2 separate regions of the Macaca mulatta genome follow, and region 1 is linked to region 2. The links are chromatin contacts, called in public Hi-C maps. All regions are on one chromosome and are shown on one strand. Each heading gives the region's core, a stretch centred on a gene start, on an enhancer-like site or on the middle of the called end of the contact. The rest is flanking DNA. Distances are from core to core; before and after follow the strand shown. Region 1 holds the start of GDE1 (glycerophosphodiester phosphodiesterase 1). Region 2 holds the start of TMC5 (transmembrane channel like 5).

What was found. A called contact is a pair of places that touch in the nucleus more often than the background predicts.
Region 1: a contact with region 2 is called in a Hi-C map of lung fibroblasts, with 3 times the contacts expected there. The contact joins the promoter of GDE1 here to the promoter of TMC5 in region 2. A contact is called at or near these places in 4 of 14 Hi-C or Micro-C datasets (blood, fetal cortical plate, liver and 1 more).

The regions. Positions count from the first base shown.
Region 1 is chr20:19,541,076-19,547,506 of T2T-MMU8v2.0, forward strand. GDE1 (glycerophosphodiester phosphodiesterase 1) reads right to left here and starts at 4,150. Exons shown (of 6, transcript NM_001260575.1): 1 at 3,869-4,150. The coding sequence starts at 4,129. It overlaps CCP110 (centriolar coiled-coil protein 110), which reads left to right and starts at 6,149. Exons shown (of 13, transcript XM_077986357.1): 1 at 6,149-6,295.
Region 2 is chr20:19,427,543-19,433,996 of T2T-MMU8v2.0, forward strand. It overlaps TMC5 (transmembrane channel like 5), which reads left to right and starts at 1,578. Exons shown (of 22, transcript XM_015125724.3): 1 at 1,578-2,120. It overlaps LOC144338080 (a long non-coding RNA gene), which reads right to left. Exons shown (of 4, transcript XR_013411888.1): 3 at 3,235-3,348; 4 at 1,248-2,617.

The sequences.
Region 1 (6,431 bases), core at 2,900-5,399, 120 kb after region 2:
AGAAAAAGAAAGCTATTATTTATAGAGCCTTTTCTATTTGCCAAGCACTCTTCTAAGTGCTTTAAATGTATTAACTCTTTTAATCCTCACAACCCTGAAGTAGGTACTATTGCTATTTTCAATTAACAGATGAGAAAATTGAGACAAAGAAAGAGTAGGAAACTTGTCCAGGGATGCACAAGCTAGGATGCAGCAGAAGTTGCACTCTTATCCACTTCGGTTTTACTATCAACACTACAGATACAGCTGAAATTCTCCCTTTCATTCTCTTCCTTTCCTCTCCAGAGGAAATTACCATCTTAAAGTTGGTGTGTGTATCATTGTCATGTCACTCCCTTATAGGTTTTTACTTAACATAGAAAACTGTGCTAGTGAATAGTTAAGATTTCAATAGCCATTGTTATTTATTATGTCCTTTTAAACACATCTTTAAAGGTAATATAGTCAAATTTATCAATAATGTCCTTTATGGGTGGAGATTTTTCTGCCTTATTTAAATCTTGCTTTTCCCATGTGATACAGATGTACAACTATTTTGGAAAAACACACCACATTTTCCCTCTGCTCTCACATCACAACAATCAACCCCGACTTCTGGGACCAAAAATGTGGGATTTTTTCTCCACCAATAAGTAGTGGACACCAGCTGAGTATCCTCCAACTCGATTTTGATACTACATACCTGGAGACAGTGTCAGATCACAGGTCGAGGGCTTGGTCCCCAAGACTGCATCCCAACCTCCTCCAGACACAAATAGCAAGCTGGGGCCTCTGGAACTTCTAATCAATTGGGTTCAAGTCCTCTTAGGTTTATTTTAGTTTTTATTTTTTTAATTCCTCTTAGGTTTTTATGGAAGCTTCATGATGTCAGCATTCCTTCCCCCAGGGTATAGGGTGGGGTCCCTCTCTGAGGGGGGTCTTAAGACTCACAATTTGAAAGACAGGGAAAGATTCCAGTCCTGCCTTGGGGCAGGTGAAAGGAGGGCAGGAGAAGGTCAGAGAGATTCTGTTTCCTGAGGCCTGCTCCTAAGGCCTAGGATGCCTAACAAAAGACTGTAGCAAGGGCTGAGAGTTATGAGAAAGGAACCATGGATGAAAACCTATATATGTGTGTATATGTGCATATCTATACATACACACATACTTAATAGATTACAATATAGTATAAACATAACTTTTATATGCACTGAGAAACCAAAAAATTTGTGACTCCCTTTATTACAATATTTGCTTTATTGACTATTTACTCAGGTCTGGAACTGAACTTGCAATATCTCTTATATATACTAATATGTGAACTAGAACCAGGGGTTCATCTTTCTATCTCAGTTACTGGAATGACATAGAAGTACTGGTAAAGTCGGTCAGGCAGTGGCTCATGCCTGTAATCCCAGCACTTTGGGAGGCTGAAGCAAGTGGATCACTTGAGGTCAGGAGTTCGAGACCAGCCTTGCCAACATGGCAAAACGCCATCTCTACTAAAAAAAGAAACAAAAATTAGCCGGGCGTGGAGGAGCACACCTGTAATCTTAGCTACTCAGGAGCCTGAGGCACAACAATCGCTTCAGCCTGGGAGGTGGAAGTTGCAGTGAGCTGAGATTGCCCCACTGCACTCAAACCTGGCTGACAGAGAGAGACCTTGTCTCAAAAATAAATAAATAAACAAACAAATAAATAAAAGTATTGGTAAAGTCGAATGTATATATACATACATACATTTCTGACAGTGCTAGAATTTCTGGTAGATTATAAATGACATATACAAGGAAAAACTTGATAAATGTGAATTGAGTGTATTCCAAAAACAGATACACTATTATAAACAATGGCAAAGGAATGAAATTACACCCACAGTACATTCTCCACACGGGCCAGAGTGCAGCTTTAAAAGTATAAATCTTGGCCGGGCACGGTGGCTTACATCTGTAATCCCAGCACTTTGGGAGGCTGAGGCGGGCGGATCACCTGAGGTTGAGAGTTCAAGACTAGCCTGAACAACATGGCAAAACCCTGTCTCTACTAAAAAAATACAAAATTAGCTGGGCATGGTGGCACATGTCTGTAATCCCAGTTACTCGAGAGGCTGAGGCAGGAGAACCACTTGAACCCCGGAGGCAGAGGTTACAGTGAGCACAGATCGCGCCATTGAACTCCACCCTGGGCAACAAGAGTGAAACTCCATCTCAAAAAACAAACAAAAAAACCAAAACCAAAAAAAACCCCCATAAATTTAAATAAATAAATAAATTAATTTTTAAAATGTATAAATCTGGAGCCGGGCACGGTGGCTCATGCCTGTAATCCCAGCACTTTGGGAGACCAAGACGGGCGGATCACTGAAAGTCAGGAATTTGAGACCAGCCTGGCCAACATAGTGAAACCCTCCCTCTACTAAAAATAACAAAAATTAGCTGGGTGTGGTGGCAGGCACCTGTAATCCCAGCTACTTGGGAGGCTGAGGCAGGAGAATCACTTGAACCTGGTATACAGAGGTTGCAGTGAGCTGAGGTCATGCCAATGCACTCCAGCCTGGGCGACAGTGAGACTCCGTTTAAAAAAAAAAAACGAAAAAAAGGAAATGAGGGAGGCCAGGTGTGATGGCTCATGTCTGTAATCGTAGCACCTTAGGAGGTTGAGGCGGGAGGATCACTTTGAGGCCAGGAGTTTGAGACCAGTCTGGTCAACATAGCAGAACCCCGTCTCTACTAAAAATATAAAAATTAGCTGGGCGTGGTGGTGGGCGCCTGTAATCCCAGCTACTCGGGAGGCTGAGGCACGAGACTCGCTTGAACACGGAAGGCAGAGGTTGCAGTGCACGGAGATTGCACCACTGCACTTCAGCCTGGGTAAAAGAGTGAAACTCTGTCCACAAAAAAAAAAAAAAAAAAAAAAAAAAAAAAAAAAAAAAAAGAAGGAAGGAGAGAGAGAGAAAAAAAAAAAAAAAAAAGAAGAGAATCAGATACATTTACACAGATGCAAAAGCACCTAATCCACTGAAAAGCCCTCTCTGTAAGCTGTCATTATTATGAAGCCAGGAGAATGCCAAGAGCTGGGAGGTACCAAAAGTTTCAGGAGTGCCTTATGAAAAAGAGAGGGCAAAAATTGTTATGAGTCCAGCTGCCAGGCTTGTGCGAGTGCCAATGTGTGTGTCTGGGGAAAAGGTGATAAGGAAATTACTCACGTGACTCAGACGACAAGCAAAGGTATGTCCTGTGAAGGGTGAGCTATTTAGACTAACCTCAATTACTGACCAAGACCCTATTTGACCTGACCCATTTCCTACTTCATTCACACACCAGTCTTTGTTCTGTTCCTTGAAGTCCGGCCACACACTGCCTCTTCTGTTACCTGAACACCTCTATATTATTCCCATCTCAGGACCTTCTGCGTCTGCCTGGCTCCTTATAACTCCGGTTTCTGTTCAAATGTTGCTTCTTCGGAGACGATTTCTCTGGACTACTCCATCTAAATAAAATAGCGTAACTCCTCCCCTCGAGTTCCCCCGATTTCTTCATTGCACCTTTCACTCTCTTAAAGTTATCTCATTTACATGTTTACTTGTTTAAGGCTTGCCTCCCCCACTCCGATGTACACTCTGTAAACCAGGGACACTTTTGACCTTGTTCCTGGATGTAATCTCAACGTCAGTCCCACAGAAACGATATACATATCTGCTGTCGTCTGTAAATATAAAACCTGAAGTCGGGAGATCCCTAGACAGTGGGAGGGATCAAGGGCCGGGAGTGTGCCTTGTGGACGAATGAGGAAGTGGGAAGGTCGTCTTGAGTAGATCGGGGAACCCTGGGAAGGAAAAGTAGAAGTCCGAGCTCTCGGGAGGACCGAGGGGCGCGAGGCGTGGGTGTCTCACCTGCCGAATGGCCGCCAGCGTGTTCTCGGGCGCGTCGTGGCTGCCGCCGCGGTGGGCGATGGCAGAAATGCGGTCCCGGGGCTTGAGCACCTGCAGGACCCTGCAAGAGGGCACCGGCTCAAAGCTGAAGACGCGCAGCAGAACGAAGAGGCTGCCGGTGAGGAGGCAGGCATTGACCGGGCTTCGCGTCACCAGCAGCAGCACCAGCAGCAGGAAGGAGAAAGGGCCCAAGAGGCCGCCCTGGTCCTCCCACAGCCACATGCCGGCGCCCGCACCGGCACGGACTGGAGTCCCGGACCCGCCGGGCTCCCGGGGCAGGAGAGCGAGAAGCGAGGGGGAGGGTCCAAGGCACCGGCAGCAGCGGGCACCCTCTGAGTGGACCAGCGCCGCACAATGGCGGCAGCGGACACATCCAGAGAGGCAGTCGGCTGCCTAGCCAATCAGGGATCGGGATTCGCAGCGCTAGTAGGCGGAGCCGCTCCCTGGCAACGGGGGCGGGCCCAGGCCCCAGCCCCAGGCCCAGGCCCCAGACCCTAGACCCTAGGCTCACATTCCAAACCCAAAGTGGCTTAGGGTTTTCTGGGGTCTGAATTTCAACCTGGGCTTTCAGACTCCTAGGCGAGAAAAGGAGGGCTAAGAACCGTCCTAAAGCTGTAGGACTGGGAGGGATTTTAGTGACTCCTTTATCTGCCCTGGAGGAAACTGAAGTCCAGGGAACTTGGAGAGGCAGGATGCTTAGACTATCAGTTCAATTCAATTCAATTCCGTTCAGTTCAGTTCAGTTCAGTTCAGTTCAAGATGTACCAAATACCGGTCCAGGTGCTCCGGACACAGTTGAACAGGACCTACAGGGTTTTTGCTCTTACGGGACTCACATTCTCGTGGGTGGAAATAAAAGTGTTAGCAAGTACACCTAACGTTTACAGAGCACTTACCATGTCCTAGATACTTGGTGAGCAAACACTTTATATGCTTATCTCATTCTCAATACAGCCTAACAGTTATTATCTCAGGAGACTGATTTCAATCGACTTAATTTTCCTGATTCTGGGGGACTGGAAGAGCCTAGCAAAGAAGGCACAATCGGATTATAAAACTGGAAGGGGTTTTAAGGATTCCCTTATTTCATAGATGAGGAAACTGAGGATAGGTGAATTAAGCAGTTAATGGCAGGATGGGGACTGACATAAAGGCCTCCCTAGTGACTTGTGACATTTTCACTCCTCCTCCCCCTAATCTTACTTCTGCTAAGGGCTTTTGTACCAGGGGCTGTGCAAGAGTTACCTCAACTGTGCCTCACAACTACCCTTGTGATAGGCACCTTTAACCCACCATTTAACATATGCAAAAACAGGCACTGGAAGGAGGATAAGAGAGATAGACTGTAAAGCCGAGTTAGGCAATGAAAAGGGACCCCTGGACATATTTTGGAAGGCTGGTAACATTTTTATGTAGAGAACTTTCCAAAAAGATTCAGGGATTTTTCCGTTACCTTTTTTCCTTTAGTGCATTTTCCCACTGATTTGCAAAAGGGGATAAATGTCTTAAGCCTTCCAGTTGGCAACTAGGATTCAGCCTTTTTTATTTTTTATTTTTCCAGACAGTCTCACTCTATCGCCCAGGTTGGAATGCAGTGGTACAATCCCGGCTCACTGAAGCTTCGACCTCCTGGGCTCAAGCCATCTTCCGACCTCAGCCTCCCAAGTAGCTGGGACCACAGGCTAGCGCCACCCCACCCGGCTAATTTTTAAAATTTTTGTAGAGATGCCGCCGTCTCCCTTTGCTGCCCAGGCTGATCTCGAACTCCTGGGCTCAAGCGATCCTCCCGCCTCGGCTTCCAAAATGTTGGAATTATAGGCGTAAGCCATCACCCCGGGTGGGTTCAGCGTTTTTATCTACAAGAAAATATTTTGGTGAATGTTACATGTTTTATAACGGCTACATAGAAAGGGGTTATCTTTATACACATAAGAAAAAAATGGCAACCTCAAGGAACACTTCAGGGGGCTTCAGACCCTGAGGGGTGGTCCTATTATACTAAATAAGTACATTTATTAATACAGTCTAGTCTGTAGCTTGCATTGAAGACTACGTTTCCCGGCGTGCAGCGTGCTGTCCGTAAGCATTACGTCCTCCATCGCGGGCGCGCAATGCACCTCGGGGATTGTAGTGTTCTGGTGGCCCAACGGTTTTAACAGCCCTGGAAGCAACCACCGGAAGTGCCGGCCCTGAGAGGTGGAGTCGGGGTGGCCGCGGCGGCGGTTGCCAGGAGCCCGCGTTGCCGCTTGAGATCTGTAATATGGCGGGGAGGAGGAGGAGAAGGCGGCGGCGGACCGAGCTGCGCTCTGTCAGTACCATTTGAGCCATTCGCTTCCTGACAAGGCCCGTGGCGAGGGGAGAGGACCTGAAGGGGCCGTGGGGGATCAGGTGTGTGCATAAGGAGGGGGCTCGAGCCTCGGCGGGTCCGGGCTGAGAAGTGGTCTGGCGAGGCGAAATTGGCGCCCTGAGGAGTTGAGGGCGGGCTCTGTTGGGCTCCCGGGCCTCGAGCCCCGCGTGGAAAGGC
Region 2 (6,454 bases), core at 328-2,827:
ATAAATTCTTACAGCATTACATACCTCTTCTTGGTTGCAATAATCACAATCACATTTATGTCATTGTAAGGACATAATGACATTTCAATATTGTGGTAAAAACACACCTGATTAAATTTACCAGTCTTAATTATTTTTAACTGTATAGTTCATCAGTGTGAAGTATAGGAAGTATTCACATTGTGTAACAGATCTTTAGAATGTTTTCATCTTGAAAAACCAAAGTTCTATGCTCATTGCACACGAATTATCTCCCTCCTCCTTTCTCTAAGCCATTGGCAACTACATTTCTCCTTTCTGTTTCTATGATTTTGATTGCTTTAGGTACTTCCAATGATTGAAATCATACAGTATTTGCCCTCCTGTGCCTGGTTTATTTTGCTCAGCATAATGTCCTTGAGATTCATCCATGTGGTAGTATGTGATGGGATTTCCTTCTTTTTTAAGGCTGCATAATATTCCATTGTGTGTATATAACCATAACCACATTGTCTTTACCCATTCATCTGCTGATGGACATTTAGTTTGCTTTTAACGCGTGACTATGGTGAATAATGCTGCAATAAACATGGGTGTGCAAATTTTTTTTTTTTTTTTTTTTGAGGCAGGGTCTTCCTTTGTTGCCTGGGCTAGAGTGCAGTGGCATGATTAATGTTCACTGCAGCCTCCACTTCCCAGGCTCAAGCCATCCTTATACCTCAGTCTCCTGAGTAGTTGGAACTACAGGCATGTGCCACCATGCCTGGCTAATTTTTGTATTTTTTTGTGGAGACTGGGTTTCACCATGTTGCCCAGGCCAGTCTCAAACTCCTGGGCACAAGTGATCTACCTGCCTCAACCTCCCAAAGTGCTGGAACTACAGGACTGAGCTATGATGCCCAGCCCAAATGTCATTTTGAGATCTTGCTTTGAATTTTTTTTGCATATATACCCTTCTGTTTTTGTTTTTTTTTGAGGAACCACTATACTGTTTTCCACAGTGGCACCCATTTTGCATTCCCACTAACAGTGCACAATTTCTCCACATCCTCATCAACACTTATTTTTTGTTTGTTTGTTTTTGTTTTTTGATAGTGGCCAGTCTAGTAGATGTGAGGTGGAAATGTTGCAGGATTTTTTTTTTTTTTGAGATGGAGCCTCGCTCTGTCGCCCAGGCTGGAGTGCAGTGGCCGAATCTCAGCTCACTGCAGGCTCCGCCTCCCGGGTTTACGCCATTGGTGGGATTTTTAAGGAATCAGAGAGACCGATGGGGTTCAGGAGGATATTTATTAATTATTTAGGTGCACTGGCCCAGTCGGATTAACATCCAAAGGACTGAGCGCTGAACAAAGAGTTAAGTTACCTTTTAAGCATTTCGTGGGGGTAGGGAGATCTGTGCAGGGGGAAGCATACTACAGAAGCGAGAATCAAAGGCAGTTATTCAACTGAGACATGTGTTACATCATTTCTTACTTTTCAAGGAGAAACATGTTTTGTGACTTGAGTTTATCTGTCTAGTGACATTGCAGCTACACAGCTAGGGAATCAGGGGCTTCACAAGGCCTGGGAAGGGAGGAGAGATAAGGCTCACTAGCCACAGAAAAATAGGCGTTTTTAAAGGACTCCAGCTCTTTTTCTTTCTCAGGGGGAACCGAGTTTTCTTACATACAGCTGAGTTTCTGCTTACGCACTCTTTAATTTCTTTTAATTCCTGTTCCAATATCTCATTATGGTTTTGATTTGCATTTATCTCGTAGTTAGTGATAATCATGAGAGGACTTGTATTTCCCTTAGGATTAGATGATGTGGCTCTTGGCCAGAGTTTTGGAGAGCGCAACCCTGGCCCGTGCGCCTGCTGGGTCCTCCGAGTTCTGCAACCGGCCTGCGCGGCATCTGGTGGCCTCCGGGTAAGGCTGGCTCACGGAAAGAAAGAATGAATGCAGACTACGGGCAGTGGATAGAGGTCTCGGATGCCAGCAGGCCTCCCAACCCAACAGGAACTGGCTCAATTCCCAGAAGAAAGCGATCGGCCCCCGAGGCAGGAAGGCCGTCTCTGGAGCAGGGCGCGCCGCCTGCGGGCTGCCCCAGGCCGGGGTCGACTAGAGGGCCAGCGCACGCAGCGGCAACAGGAGCGCCAAGAGGTGAGGCGGGTTCGCCAGGAGTGGGGCCAGCGCCCGGGCTGCCAGCCGAGCAGGGGTGTCTTGGCGGAGCCCCCTCGCCGGCTCCCAGAGAGTCTGGGAAGAACTGGGCGGGGTGTCCCCAGCGCTGGGCCCCCAAGCGTGGCAGCAGTGGCCGGGAGCGGGGAGCGAGCGGGGTGTGGCGCCAGAGTGCAGGGAAAAACACCAGGCGCGGGAATCCGGGAGCACGTAGAGGGCTGCGGCTCCAGCCTCAGACAGCCGCGTTCGGACCCTTTGCATTTAAGAAAGCTTCCGGGGAATGCACACGGCGGGACCACCGCCCTCGTGCAGCCATCCCCGCAGGTGCAGGAAGAAAAGAATAATCGATGCCCAATCCGGTGAGTTTTTTTATCTGAGCAGCGGCCTGGGTCAGAGCGAACATGAGTTTTGGAAGCGAACTGTTCGTGTGTTGTGCACCTCTGGACAGGTTACTTATCCTCTCTGGGATCCAGTTTCCACACCTGTTTAAAAAAGAAAGAAAGAAAAAAAATGGTTAAAATTAGACTTCCCTCACAGAGATTCTGTGAGCCTTGTTTGCTTCCTAAATGTTACATGTTGCTATTTCTCCTGGGGTAATCTATGAAATAGGGTCTCCTGCTCCTATTTTACCCTTGGGAGATCTAGTTTCAGACCATTAAGTAACTTGCCAACAGCAATTAATTGGAAACTGTGGGATTTGAATTCAGGAAGTCAAACTCCGGAGACTGGATATTATCTAATCCAGGTCCTACCATTTCTCAGAAGGGTGAACTTGGGTTTGCCACTTCTGAGATCCTTTTCCCTATCTGTGAAACAGGTGCAGTAATAGTAGCTTGCCTATGGGGTTGTGAAGATCTACTGAGCTAACCCACATACGTGTCCCCCTACCAATGTGTGCATGCTGGAAGGGTAAGATTTTTTTCTGTTTTGCTTGCAGATACATCCCCAGTGCCTGGCACACAGTAGATGTCCTATAAATACTTGTTGAATGAATAAGGAGCATAAGTTACCTTTTATCCTTCCAATAACCCCTGCTAGTTTCAGACTACTGATTAGGAGACAAAAGTTTAAAGAGGTTGAATAAGTCACCCCATGTTACCTGGGTGGTCTGTAGAGGAGTCTGTGTGATCTTGACGTGCAATCCAGGTTCCATCACCTCCTAGCAGGGTAAATGTGGCAGTTATCTGATTCCTCTGTGCCTCAGTTTCCTTATCTGTAAAATGAGGACAATAATAGCACCTATCCTATGGGGTTTTTCTGGGATTTTTTTTTTCTTTTGAGTTGCTGTCTTGCTCTATTGCCCAGGCTGGAGTGCAGTGCTGTGATTATAGCTCATGCAGCTTCAACCTCCCAGGCTCAAGCGATCCTCCTGCTTCAGCCTCCTGAGTAACTGGGACTATAGGCACACACCACCATGCCGAGCTAATTGTTTAAATTTTTGTAGAGATGGGGGTCTATGTTGCCCAGTCTGGTCTTGAACTTCTGGGCTCAAAAGATCCTCCTTCCTCAGACTCCTAAAGTGCTGGGATTACAGGCATGAGCCACCAAGCCCAACTTTTTTTTTTTTTTTTTTTAATTTATTTTTTTGAGACAGAGTCTCACTCTGTTGCCCAGGCTGGAGTGCCATGGTGTGATCTGGGCTTACTGCCATCTCTTGTCTTCCAGGTTCAAGTAATTCTCCTGCCTCAGCCTCCCAGGTAGCTGAGATTACAGGTGCCCACCACCATGCCCGGCTAGTTTTTTTGTATTTTTAGTAGAGATGGGGTTTCGTCATGTTGGCCAGGCTGGTCTTGAACTCCTGACCTCAGTTCATCCACCCGCCTCAGCCTCCCAAAGTGCTGGGATTACAGGCGTGAGCCACCACACCCAGCCTGAGCCCACCCTTTTGTGGGGATTAAATAAAGATGAAACACTCAGAACAGTGCCTGGCACTTAGTAGGTGCTCAATCAACATTAGCTACAGTAAGTGCTATGACCACCTCTACAAGAGTGGGGGAATGGCACAGTAGTTGCATCCATTTAGAAGAGGCAGAAGGAAGAGTGGGATGTCATGGGGCAGAGGTGATGAAGGAGCTTCCCCGCCTTCTCAGTAGCCCACAGAACCAGTCCCCGAAGAGGAAGGAGTGCCAGCCATATCCCTGCTCTTCACCTGGGGGCCCCAAGAGGCTGTCTCCAAGACCTACCATTCTTTTGTTAAACGAAAGAATGTCCTGTCCCCTCCGCATGCTTGCAGCTGATGAAGCTTTGGGAGGAGGATTTCAGGTGGGAAGGACAGTTGTGGAGTGGTTATTCTGGCTAGAACCGGGTTAACATGTCGTCCTGGAGTAATTCCTAGCTCTGGGATTTTGGCAAATTGCCTTTGGAGCCTCAGTTTCCTCATCTGTAGAATGGGGAGAATCATAGGACCACCTAGGGCTGTTGGAGGGATGATCTGCATTCATGTCTGGAGAGCACTAGGCAGAATGTCTGGCACATAATGAATGACAGCTCTAACTGTCCATGTTATTTGATGCTTGATGCTCCTCTCCATTCCTGGCCTTAGGATCTGTTGCTGTGTAGGTCAAGCTCTCCAAAGAGGATTAAATAAAGCACCTTTTCCTTGAACCCCTTCGCATCTATTTATTTATTTAGTTTTAGAGACTGAGTCTTGCTCTGCTGCCCAAGTTGGAGTGCAGTGGCACAATTGTAGCTCACTTCAGTCTTAAAGTCAAGCGATCCTCCGACCTCAACTTCCTGAGTAGCTGGGACTACAGGTGCTCGCCTCTACACCCAGCTAATTTTTTAATTTTTTGTTGAGACGAGATCTCGCTGTGTTGCCCAGGCTGGTCTCAAATTCCTGGCCTCAAGTGATCTTCCTGCCTCAGCCTCCCAAGTAGCTAGAACTTTAGGTGCACCCTACCACCCGCTTCTCATCTAGACGGTCTCCTTCCAGAGATCTCCACCTGTCAAAGTTTTGGAGAGTTTTGTGTTCTGGTAGGACAAATGCGGACTTCAAGTGTGCCAGGGCAGGCTGGACACGGTTAATCAATCCTGTATTCCCAGCACTTTGGGTGGCCAACGCGGGCAGGTCACTTGAGTCCAGGAGTTCCAGACCAGCCCAGGGAACATGGCAAGACCTCGTCTCTACTAAAAGTACAAAAATTAGCCGGGCGTGGTGGTGCATGCCTGTGGTTCCAGCTACTCGGGAGGCTGAGGCACAAGAATTGCTTGAGCCTGGGAGGTGGAGGTTGCAGTGAGCCAAGATCGTGCCACTGTACTGCAGCCTGGGCGGCATTGCGAAATCCTGTCTCAAAAAAAAAAAAAAAAAAAAAGTCCACGGCAGTTTCTGGGGACAATAAGGCTGGCATGGGCTGGGAAGGACATTGTGCTTTCCTCTTGCGGGGAGGCACTACATCCTTTAATATGGTACTTAGTAGATGAGGAATCCTAGACCTTTAACATAATCATAGTCTTTAATATCTGTTCTGCTTACCATGTGCCGGGTATTGTGCTAAGTCCCAGCCCTAGTCATCTATAGAACTCAGGCTCCAGAGCCAGACTGCCTGAGTTAAAATCCTGCCTCTGCCACTTTCTTGCTGTGTGACCTTGGGCCAAGTTACTTAACCTCTCTGTGCTTCAAATGACTCATCTGTAAACTGGGATGATTCTAGTAGTACCTAACTCATAGGGCTGCTGTGAGGATTAAGTACAACCCACACATAGATGGTGATAGAACAATGTAGTGATAAATGTTGGTCACTTATATATTATAATGACTTCCATTTTATAGCTGAGGAAACTGAGGCAGGCTCAGGGAAATTCATAACCCATCCAATGACACAGAGCTCTCCTTTCGATTCCAGTGTCTGCTCATTGATTTTCATTTCCTTCTTAATTCATGCCCCCCTCATTGTACCCCCTAATTCAATCATCAGCCTCTATCTAGGGTCCCTGCTTCCTGTGTCTGGGGCTCCCAGCATCTGCTGCTTCCAGAAGGTTCTCCCTCTTCCTCACTTCCCAAACTTGAGGGGCTCCCCAGTGACCTTGGAAATAGATCTTTTTCTTTTACTGTTCCTGTTGTTTTCTCCAATTACTAACACAATACACATGCAAGTTATTTTAAAATTGTATTTATAAAAATATTTGCATAGAATGTGAAAAACTCTGCTAATTTACCCCCTGGTGATAATTGCTGCTTGGAGTTTCATGTGTGTTACTCCAGATTTCTCCCTCTCCTCCTGGGTGTAATAATAGAGATTATTTCTACTTATCTTTTAAAAAGATGGGACCATGCTATTCATACTGCATGCAATTCACAGGAGACAATTTTCAAGATTTAA